3 separate regions of the Mus musculus genome follow, and all the other regions are linked to region 2. The links are chromatin contacts, called in public HiChIP or PLAC-seq and promoter capture Hi-C maps. All regions are on one chromosome and are shown on one strand. Each heading gives the region's core, a stretch centred on a gene start, on an enhancer-like site or on the middle of the called end of the contact. The rest is flanking DNA. Distances are from core to core; before and after follow the strand shown.

Region 1 (3,284 bases), core at 67-2,566, 850 kb after region 2:
TTAGTTCAGCAGCACATCCTGATGGCTGAGTTTTTAAAACTCATTGGAAAGGTAGGAGTGGTTGGCTCCGATTAGGGCTCTTCCACCATGAACCAGAGTTCAGTTGGCAGCCCTTACCCAAAGGAGACCCTAACCCACAAGAAGGCAAATCTCTGTGAATTTGAGGCTAGTGTGGTGTAAACAGTGAGTTTGAGCCTAGATCAAAAGTAAATGAATAAAGTAAAAATATAACAAAGGGTTCTTTAATCTCATCACTTGTGAGTTAGAGATAGAAGAATCTCTCTGAGTTTGAAGACACCCTGGTACATAGAGAGACAGGACAGCCATGACTACATAGAGAGGCCCAGTCTGAGGGAGAAGGAGGGGAGAGGGAGAGGGGGAGGGGGAGGGAGAGGGAGAGAGGCAAAGGAATAGGGAGAGGGGTTAAGGAAGACGGAAGAGGAGAGAGTGGAAAGGGTAGAGGGAGGGAGGGAGAGCAGGAGCCCACCAGGCCTCCTGGGGGCGGTGGAGGAGGAAAGGAGGTGGGGGAGAGGGGCATACAGAGAGAATAAAATAACTCCATCAAAGATCTGAACACCACCATCACCCACCCTACAACTCCCCCACCCCTGCTACAGCTTGCATTCCAACTCAAACATGAGTGCACAGGATTTACCCAAGGATTCACAGGTCTCTGCCTACACCCATATTACCCCCACCCCATGCTCAGAAAACTGACTAGATGGAATCTCTCACCTGTTCAAATCTTCTTGGCCACCAGAATCTAATCTAATTCCCTCATCTAATGCCAGTAGAGCTCAGGCCCTCCCACAAGCCTTGAGAGGTACAGTCCACCACACTGAGTCAGATGGGATGGCTCAAGCGATCTAGCACACAGATGACAAAAACAAAACAAAACAAAACAAAACAACCCAACTACCATAATTTCGTCCACCGGTGCCCTACAGTCGGGGACATGGGAGTCTACCCTGTTGGCTCCTGACCCAGATCTCAGCGCTCTAGAACTCAGGTAGGTGGGCGATCACTAGGCACTCACCTGGGGCAGGGCTCCACCCGCAGCCTCCACAATCACCATTGGGCTCCACTGGCCAGCCGGGCCCTGGGATGTGGCCATCCCTCCTCCAAGCTTGGATTAGATCACACGGGCTGTCGAAAACCTCAGCTCCGTCTCCGTGACGGAGGAAAAACGCCTCAACTCTACAGTTTTCCTGCCATGACCAATACTGATAAAACCAGTTTTCTGTGAAGCAGACTGACAGATCCAGAAAGTTTCAAAGAACCTCCTGCACGCAAAGCCGAAAGTCCCGCCCAGCGTCCTTTTGTCGTCACTAACGCGCCTATTTTCATTGGCTTTTCTCGGTGCAATGTCTTCTGGACAATGTAGTTCAGACGTGATCAAGCGCCAGGAAGTGGACACACCTCCCCAGATGGAGCCTTACACTCAATCTGTTAGGGAGAGTGTTGTGATTATAGATGTGTCAATATTTCCTTGAGCTCCAAAAGCCGGGCTTGCTGAAACACTCCTGAATTCCAGAACTGCTGGCAGAGGCAAGTTGATGTTTGGGATTAGAAACTAGCCTGTCACAGTGAGTTCCAGACCAGACAGAAAACCTTACAGAGTGAACATGACCCTAAGCTGGGCCATGTGAGGAGAGGAGATCTGAAAAGAGAAAGAGGGGCCTCCAACCAAGAGGGACCACCTGAGCCAAGAGACTAGCACAGCTAAAAGTGGCTGAGTTATAGAGTGGTCAGAGGAGCTGGAAGGAGGAAAGCCCAGGGGATCACCTGGACTGGGGAGTTTGGGCTGTGTGGTGGCTGGGGGTTGGGGGGAGGCATGCCAGCCAGGAACAGAGGGATGCTGAGAGGCCACTGTCCAGTTTGATATGTTAATGGACACTTTAGTTCAACATTTTTGCCTTGGATTTAAGACCCAACAGGTTATAGGTCTTTGTGTGAATGATACCTGACAGGTCTTCTTGCAAAGAAAACTTAGGAAATTACCATAGAGGAAGAAAGAAAGGACATATTTGGAATCGAGTATCCTTTCACCACTGATCTCAAGAATTCAAACTCTTCTCAGTTATACACATCAGACAGGAGGTCATCACGAATAACTTTTCTATTATGCATTCCCATGCTAAGAGAAATTTGGGGATGCATTACGGGATTCAGCCCAGAAAATGACTTTGGTGTGGCACTGAGGATGCACTTCACTTCAAAGGAAAGACTCGAGTAGCAGCTTCCCGGGGAAAGGGAACACTGGAGCATATGTACTGTGATCTAGTCTGCTGGGAGTCCTGTTAACTCCTTAACACTGCTTCTCCACTGTCCATCTCTGCAACTGCCCTGGTATCCATGGCTAACTGTCTGAACTATGTTGACCAGAACCCACTGTGTGCAGAAAGGCAGGAAGAGTGGTGGGAGTTGTTAGTGCATACATATAATCCTAGTGGATATCTGAGTTTGTGGCTAGCTTAGTCTACCATCTAGTGCAGCCAAGGCTACACAGAGAAAGCCTGACTCAGAGGAAAGGAAGAAAGGAGAGAGGGAGAGGGAGAGGGAGAGGGAGAGGGAGAGGGAGAGGGAGAGGGAGAGGGAGAGGGAGAGGGAGAGGGAGAGGGAGAGGGAGAAAAGGTTTTCCCCTGGAGCTGAGACAGGTCTGAAGTCTGCACCACCACAGTATAACTGGTCTAAGCCTTGGGTACAAACGCCCCTATCCATGTGCCTCTCTGCACATCCCTGTCTGCTGGCCTGTTGATGCTGGATGGGTGGCAGAGAATCCTTAGCTTACCTGATTGTTGCAGCACCCTGGTGTGTGGGTCCTAAGCCCAGGCAGAGGGCTGATGTCCCTGATAGTGATCCAGTCTTACAGTCCAATTTTATTTATTAATTTTACTCTTATAAAGATGGTGTTTGCGGCCGTGTGGCATTGGTACATATAGCAGACATATGATGGAGTTCAAGGTCAGTCTGGACTACAGAGTGAGTTTCAGGACAGCCAGAGTACACAGAGAAACCCTGTCTCAAAAAGCAAGCAAGCAAACAAACAAACCAGAGAGACAGAGAGACAGAGAGAGACAGAGAGACAGATGGAGACAGAGATGTAGCCAACACCAATGCACAATGATTTAGTTCTATGCTGATTTTGTAATGAAGACAATAAATTCATGAGTTCTTACTCACCTAAAAAAGGTGTGTGCTTGTGTATGTTCCTACACTTATGCAAGTCAGAGTACAATTTAGAAAAGTCACTTTTTTTCACCTACCATGTCGATTCAGATGAT
Region 2 (3,737 bases), core at 223-2,722:
GTATTTGCTGCTTCCAACATTATGACATTCCCATTTTGTAGGTGAAACATATGCTGGTTTGCTGATCCCAGAGGTGATCAACATGAGTGGGAGGGAGGAGACAATCAGATGTAGAATAGTGGCTGTTTTTATTGTAGCAAAGCTTTCCCGCAAAGATCAAACTTCCAAGCCTTGCGTCGTGGGGGCTCACACCATTGATTTCAATTTGGAAGAAAACGAATGGATACAGAAAGATCAAGAGTTACCCATTTCGGAGGTTAGTCTGGGCTAACCACCTCAAATCTCCCTCTACAAAAATTATAATCTCAAAAACTAACAATAAAGATCGAGCTTGGTTAAGTAAGGGACAGTGACATCAAGGAGGCTCACAAAAGAGTGTGAGGGAAGCCTCACGAAAGGGTGGGGAGCCTAACAAAGAGCTGGCGCAAGACTCGCCCTAACCGACACGGCTAGGAATCCTGGGCAACCCTTCTGTATAATCACGCACTCAGCCACACACTGTCACAGCTCCAATCCGTTCTGCAAACAGTCTTAAATGGTGCCTTTCTCCTCAAATTCTGCCCTTTTTCTCTGACTCCTCTGAGAAGCCGCCCCTTCTCCTTCAAGCCCCGCCCTCACCTCGGGCTGCGGGGAGAACCTCCCTACTTGCTAAGCCCTGCCCCTCATCTCAGAATGCTGTAAACCCTCCCCTTTTCTGCTTAGCGCCAGGCTCACCATGCACTACGCTGAAAACCTGCTCTTTCGCCTCAAGCCCCGCCGCCCTCTAGATTTTGCTGAGAACCCGCCCCTTCTATACTAAGTCCCGCCCTCTAGAATCTGCTGAGAACCCGCCCCTTCTTCAAGCCCCGCCTTCACCTCTGACTGTGAGGAGAACCGCCCTACTGGCTAAGCCCCGCCCCTTCAGATTGCCGAGAACCCACTCCTTCAATGCTTAGCACCGCCCTCACACGAGCCGCTGAGAACCCGCCCCTTCTCCTCCAAGCTCCGCCCTCACCTCCGGAGGCGGAGACCAACCGTTCTTGCTAAGCCCCGCCCTCACCTCGGATTCTTCTGAGAACCCGCCCCTCCTCTAATCCCTGCCCTCACCTCACCTCACACAGAGCTGAGAACCCGCCCTACTTGATAACCCCGCCCCTCACCTAATACGGATAAGCTCCCGCCCCTTACCCACTTAGTACCGCCCTCTCCAGGGACTCTGCTGAGAACACGCCCCTTCTCCACCAAGCCCCGCCCCTTACTCCAGTTTCTTCTGGGAACCTTCCTATCTAAGCCCAGCCCCTCACATCAAACTTCTGAGACCCTTGCTCTTCTCTGCTTAGCTTTGCCTTCACCCTCAGTCTAAGAAACTGTTCTCCGTAGTACCCGCTTCTCATCGCAGACTTCGCTGAGTACACGCCCCTTCAGCCCCACCTTTCTCAGATTAAGCTCTTAGGTCGTCGCTGGCAGAGGCTGCGCTTGCGCACACATAGCTTGTAGGAAACCTCCCAGCGTTCCTCGGTTGACAGCGTCTGGGTAAGGCAGCTAGCGGGCGCTTGTTAGGGAGTGGGAGCCCGAGCGCTGCGGGCAGGGGAGATCCTCGTGGTCCCTGTGTTTTCTGTCTGGAGGTAGGCAGGCGGTTGCGTGGAATCTAGGGGGCACGAAAGCTCAGACGACTGGGCGTCCGGATCTAAGTCTGTGCTTGGGTGTGCCAGGCCCGTGCGTGTGTGAAAGGAACTGGGCTGTAAGTTTTCGGTGTGAGAGAGGGAGACAGAGTCTGAGAGAAATAAGTGCTGTGATTGTGAGAGAACTGTGAAATGTATGATGATAAGTGTGTCTTCCAGTGATCTGCATTACAGCACTTAAATGCTTGGAATCTCCAAAGTAATAAATACCTTGTTGACTGCTCTTGATTGATGGCTGACAAGACTCAAGGTAGTTTCAGAGTCGGTGCTGATCATCGCAGACGCTAAACGGGATTAGAGGATCAGTCCCAAACCCCATCCAGGAGAGGACAGGAGCTGAGGTTGATCACCAGATGCCAGTCCTTTTGTTGATGTTTCGAGACAGAATGTCATGTAATCCAGCAGTCCTCAAACTCTTTATGTAAGTAGAGGATGAGTTTGGAACTCTGATCTTCCTAACTCAGCCTTCCAAGTGCTGTAATTACAGGCGTGTGCAACCCACACTCAGATAAATGATTTACACAGCCATGCTTACGTGATGAAGTGTCCATAGCGACTCAAAAGGAAAGGATTCAAAGAGCTTTCTGACAGGAGTATTGTATCCCTGCATAGAAATCCTGAGAGGCCGTTGAGGGAAGTGGGTAAAGTGAAGATAGGATTGTGTTGGAGACTTCAAGATGTTGGAGATACTAGAGTCGTGGGGTAGCTGCAGCCTGAGTGTGGAACCAGCCCAAGACAGAGAAGTACGTGGCAGTCAGCAAAGCTGAAAGGATTCGGAGATCTGAATGACACAGAGATGCAGAATTTAGAGTTTGCCCTGCTTGTTTTCCGTCTTTGTTCTTTGGTCCAGTATTGATTTTCTTATTGTGCTCCTTTCTCTCCCTTTTGGAATGTGTTTTTATTTTTAAAGATTTATTTATTTTTGCTTGTATGGATATTTTGCCTGCATGCACAAATATGTACACCAAATGCATGGCTGGAGGCATGGATCTCCTGGAACTAGAGTTACAGGCAGTTGTAAGCTGCCATGTGGGTGCTGGGAATTGAACCCCAGTCCTCTAGAGGAACATCCAGTGTTCCTAACTGCTGAGTCATTTCTCCAGCCCCACTTTTGGAAATAATGTGTATGCTTTGGCATTGTATGTTGCGAGCATGTGATCTGCTTTTTAATTTTGACTTTACAGGGCTACAGTTATGAGATTGCATGAGTCTCAGAAGAGATTTTGACTTTGGACTTTAGTGTTGAGACTGTGATAGACTATGAAGGCCTTTGAAGTTGAACTGAGTGCATTTTTGCATTATGATATGGCTACAAGCCTAAGGGGGCCAGGGAGTGAAATGTGCTGGTTTGAATAAGAATGGCCCTCATAGGCTCATATACTTGAATGCTTAGTCATCAGGCTACTACTTGAGAAGAATTAGAAGGTGTGGCCTTGTTGGAGTGGGTGTAGTCTTGTTGGGGTAGGTGTGGCCTTACTGGAGGAAGTATGTCACTGGAGGTAGGCTTTGGGGATTCAAACGCCCAAGCCAGGCCCAGTGGCTCTTTCTTCCTGATGCCTGTGGTTCTGGGTGTAGAACTTTCAGTTACTTCCCCAGAACTTTGTCTGTCTGTCTGTCTGTCTGCCTGTGTGCCACTATGTCCCTACCCTGATGATAATGAACTAAACCTCTGAAATTAAGCAGGCCTCAGTGGAATACTTTCTCTTACAGGAGTGCCATAGTCACAGTGTCTCCTGGTAGATGTTAGAGGATATAGGAAGTGAGGGTTAACTGAAAGGACAACTCCAATGCAGAATTCATGAAGATGTCATCTATGATAGGGTGAGACTTTGGGGTGATACAGAAGTTTTGGGGTTACCCATGCTCCTATAAATAATTCTTTACCCGTGCTCTGTAAAAAAGCCCAATAAACCTGTTGTTCCACCAAGTTGGATTTTTGTGGGATTATTACGTAGGTCTGTCCCCTATCTGAGGTAAACAGAGTTTGTTCTAAAACTCAGAAAAAGCTCATGCAATGAGAACCAGATATACTAATATATCAAATATCAGCAAATGCATGAAGCTCTTTGGAGAAGT
Region 3 (3,666 bases), core at 1,159-3,658, 610 kb after region 2:
CTAATGAGACGTTTCTAATCTCCCGTTAGAAGGCCTTCCTGTGCTCCAGTCAAGATCTGTTGAGAACCTCTTCCCTCATCCTTCTCTCCTATAACCCTGGTGGCTTTAGCAAAGTAGCCCCAGGGTTCCCAGGTAGGGCTGCCCCTTGGCCACCCCCTGAAAAGTGGGTCAGAGGCTTGAATGCCCACCTAGGGCTGAGTGGACACCTGACAGACCAGAGAATAGGTAAAACTCTGGCAGGGTGTGGGTTTCTCCTCCCACTCTTCCCCTGGTGAAACCAGGGTGAGACTAAATGGCAAGTAACACAGGACCTGTGGCTGGGAACTGGCATACTAGCAAAGTTGGATTAGAATAGATGAGTATCTGCCCAGGCATTGTGCTTAAAGAATGTTAATAAATTTAATATGTCTCTGTGTCAATTACTTGGGAGCTAGAACAGGAATAGAATAAAGCTACTACCATTAAAATTATTTCCTATACAGGGTCTCACATAGCCCAGAATGGCATTGAACTTACTACATAGTCAAAGATGGTCTTCACTATCTGTCTCTACCCAACACGTACCCGAAATACAAGTGTGTATCACCACTCCAGCTGATTTCCAAGGGTTTCCTTTGTTTATTTGTTTCTCAGATTTATTTCATTTTATGTGTGTAAATGCTTTGGCTGAATATATGCCTGTGCCCCACATGCTTGCCTGGTGTCTGCAGAGGTTACAGGCAGATACTGAACTCCCTAGAACTGCAGTTATGGATGGTTGTGAATCACCATGTGGATGCTGGGAATTGACCGCAGGTCCTCTGCAAGAGCAACAAGTGCTCTTAATCTCTGAGCCATCTCTCCAGCCCCACCTGATTTCAAGTTTTAGTAGAAATTACCAGTGGGGCTGGGGATATAACTTGGCAGTAAAAAGCTATTTGCCAGATACGAAATTCAAGGTCCTGTACAAAAAATAAAGTAAAATAAAATAAAAATCTCACCTGGAAATCATCCATTTCTTGTTTTTTTTCAAGCCAAGATATCCCTGGGGAGGAAGATTTGCTTGGAACTGAAAAAACAAAACAAAACAAAACAAAACAAAACAAAAAAACCCCACAAAGATCAGAATTTCTTTGGAACATGCCGTACGATATAGTTTCCCAAACTACTGCCCTGTATTTGTTTCCATGGTGGTTTAAATAGGGTGGGCCACCCATAGATGTATGTGTTTGGATGCTTGGCCGTAGGGAATGCCACTATTTGGAGTGTTGCTTTACTGGTGTGGGTGTGACCTTGTTAGAGGAAGTGTGTCACTGTGGAGGTGGGGCTTTGAGTTCAAGCTCTGCTCAAAGGGAAGAAAAATAAAACCCAGCATTCCCACTTCTGGTTGTATATCCAGAGGAAATAGCTGAATGGTGCAATCCTGTAATCCAAGCACAGAAGATGAGAGGAAGGAGGACCATGTGTTTGAGGCCCAGCTGAGCCATGTAACAAAACACTGACTCCAACAAACAAAATAAACAAACAGAAAACTCATTGCTACCACCAGCACCAGCACCAAAAATACCTTAGGAAATAAAATCAAGATGGTGAAGAAGTATCTGCTCTTGTAGGTTTGTTGCAGCACTGTTCAGAATGGCCAAGAAATTGAATCAACCTATATGTTCATGCCTAAAGAAAATGTGGGGGCTGGTGAGATGGCTCAGTGGGTAAGAGCACCCGACTGCTCTTCTGAAGATCCAGAGTTCAAATCCCAGCAACCACATGGTGGCTCACAACCATCTGTAACGAGATCTGGCGCCCTCTTCTGGAGTGTCTGAAGACAGCTAAAGTGTACTTACATATAATAAATAAATAAATAAATAAATAAATAAATAAATAAATAAAAAGAGTTAAAAAAAAAAAAGAAAATGTGGTATGCATGTATAATGGAACACTAGTCAGCCATATAAAATAATTAAATCTTGCCAATTGCAACAGCATGGAAGGAGACAGAGGCCATTATGTTAAGTGACTTAGACCAGGCACCCAAACTAGGCATCACATTCATATGCAGAACTAAAGAAAGTCATTTCAGGGAAGTTTTTTATTGTTGGTTTTGGTCTTTTTTGAGACAAGGTCACATGTAATCCAGGCTGGCCTCATACTTACTATAGGGCTGGGATGACCTCAAACTCCTGATCTTTCGATCTCCACTTCACAAGTACTGAAATCATAGGCAAGTACCGCTATGCCTGGCTGGAAGTTGAGAATATAGAGTTTATATATCTCAGAAAGAAGAGGGAAGCTAGTGAGAGGATAAACTGGGAAGGCCTCTCCACCACCTACCCTTTACCACCTAGCCTTCACAGATCAGGAGTCGTGCATCTGTCGAGGCTGTTCTTGCCACACAAGCAAGCCCTAGGTCAGTAAGGGTGATGCAACAAATATGTTGAGGTGAGGCTTCCATCTTCCTCATGAAGAATATTAAGCTACATTTTCTGTTGTCTTAGAAGACGATCTTCGTAGGCAGTGTCTAAAAGGGACACATCATGAGATCCGCTGAGTGCTGGGATCCACACCTTTGCACTGACCCTTAGATGGGCAAAAATCCCTTTGCTTCCCAAGCTTTATTTCACTGGCTGAAGAATGCCAGTCTCACCCCTATCTGTGAGTCCTTTCCCACAAACTCCATCTTCTAGATGCCCCCACATTTGAAAGAAACTGGGACTTTTAACGTCTTTCACACTGGGCGAGACTTACGCACTGTTAGTCCTGTCGGACACCGTGAGAAAAACCTATGAAGACCACATTACCCAGACTACGCTGTGCGTGAGCCCAATAATCTAACAAGCCGTGGTTCATTTCCGGGTTACTGGCACGCCATGGCCTCAGCACTTTGGTTCCAGGGGACTGGAGTGCGAGGGAGCCAAGGGACACTTTCCAGGATTGTAGCGGGATTTGAAAAGGACCGGAAGATAAAAATTCTCTCCGGAAGTCCATGCAAACCTGTGTGGTGTGTTCCTCCGGCGGGCCGCGACCTCTAAGCCCTCGTCCTTTAGTCTGCAGCAGCCAAGGGTAGTTAGTGGTTTACCATCTCCACGGAAGGTCCCGCGGTCTCGAGTCCAGCCAGTTTCCCTGTCACCAAGCCAAGGCCGGACAGGCGTGGGGAGGTTTTCCTGAGGTCTGCAAGGCGCTCCGTCCATCTCACCCCGCCCACGGATAATCCGACTATGGTGGCCGGGCAAGGACCACACACAGGTGAGTGGACTCTGACATGTGAGCTTTTAAATCCCTGCTTGTTGAAAGGTCCCGGGAGCCGATACAGCCCCCTGGATTGAGCTCTACCGTTGTCATTGGTGGTGGTGGTGGTGGGGGGGGAGCACAGTGGGGCCACCAAATTTGTCAGTGGTCCTACGAAATTTGTCCGTGTTCCTGGATGCGTCCTAAAGATGCTCAGTGTGAACTGTAATTTCTGGAAAGATGCTGCACCTGACAGCAGATCTATTAGAATGCCAGTAACTGTGGAGTGATTGGAATGTTGCGGGTCAGAACCTGGATATTAATTATCTTGGGCCATTTTTAGCTCCCTTATAGCTGACTATTCCTTGCCCATCACAGCGTCTAACTTAAAGTCATTGTGAAGCACAGATGAAACATTTTGGATGTGTCAAAGTAGCCGTAGCCGACTGCTAGCTTCCACCAACC

Evidence for each region. Promoter capture Hi-C pulls out the DNA fragments that hold promoters and counts their contacts. HiChIP or PLAC-seq counts read pairs in DNA pulled down with a chosen protein or histone mark.
Region 1: a contact with region 2 is called in an H3K4me3 HiChIP or PLAC-seq map of bone marrow-derived macrophages, with 4 times the contacts expected there. The contact joins the promoter of Zfp772 here to the promoter of Zfp78 in region 2. A contact is called at or near these places in 5 of 39 promoter capture datasets (cranial neural crest, liver, maxillary cranial neural crest and 2 more) and 2 of 115 datasets of contacts at active chromatin or transcription factors (astrocytes and bone marrow-derived macrophages).
Region 3: a promoter capture Hi-C map of hippocampal neurons shows a contact between it and region 2, with 4 times the contacts expected there. The contact joins the promoter of Zim3 here to the promoter of Zfp78 in region 2. A contact is called at or near these places in 8 of 39 promoter capture datasets (cranial neural crest, embryonic stem cells, frontonasal cranial neural crest and 5 more) and 4 of 115 datasets of contacts at active chromatin or transcription factors (bone marrow-derived macrophages, embryonic stem cells and stem cell-derived neural progenitor cells).

What each region holds. Positions count from the first base shown.
Region 1 is chr7:7,208,682-7,211,965 of GRCm38.p6, forward strand. It overlaps Zfp772 (zinc finger protein 772), which reads right to left and starts at 1,317. Exons shown (of 5, transcript NM_145577.2): 1 at 1,037-1,317. The coding sequence starts at 1,114.
Region 2 is chr7:6,361,836-6,365,572 of GRCm38.p6, forward strand. Zfp78 (zinc finger protein 78) reads left to right here and starts at 1,473. Exons shown (of 5, transcript NM_001025163.1): 1 at 1,473-1,512.
Region 3 is chr7:6,974,254-6,977,919 of GRCm38.p6, forward strand. It overlaps Zim3 (zinc finger, imprinted 3), which reads right to left and starts at 2,409. Exons shown (of 7, transcript NR_036631.2): 1 at 2,308-2,409; 2 at 2,131-2,217; 3 at 981-1,048. It also overlaps the pseudogene LOC115485607.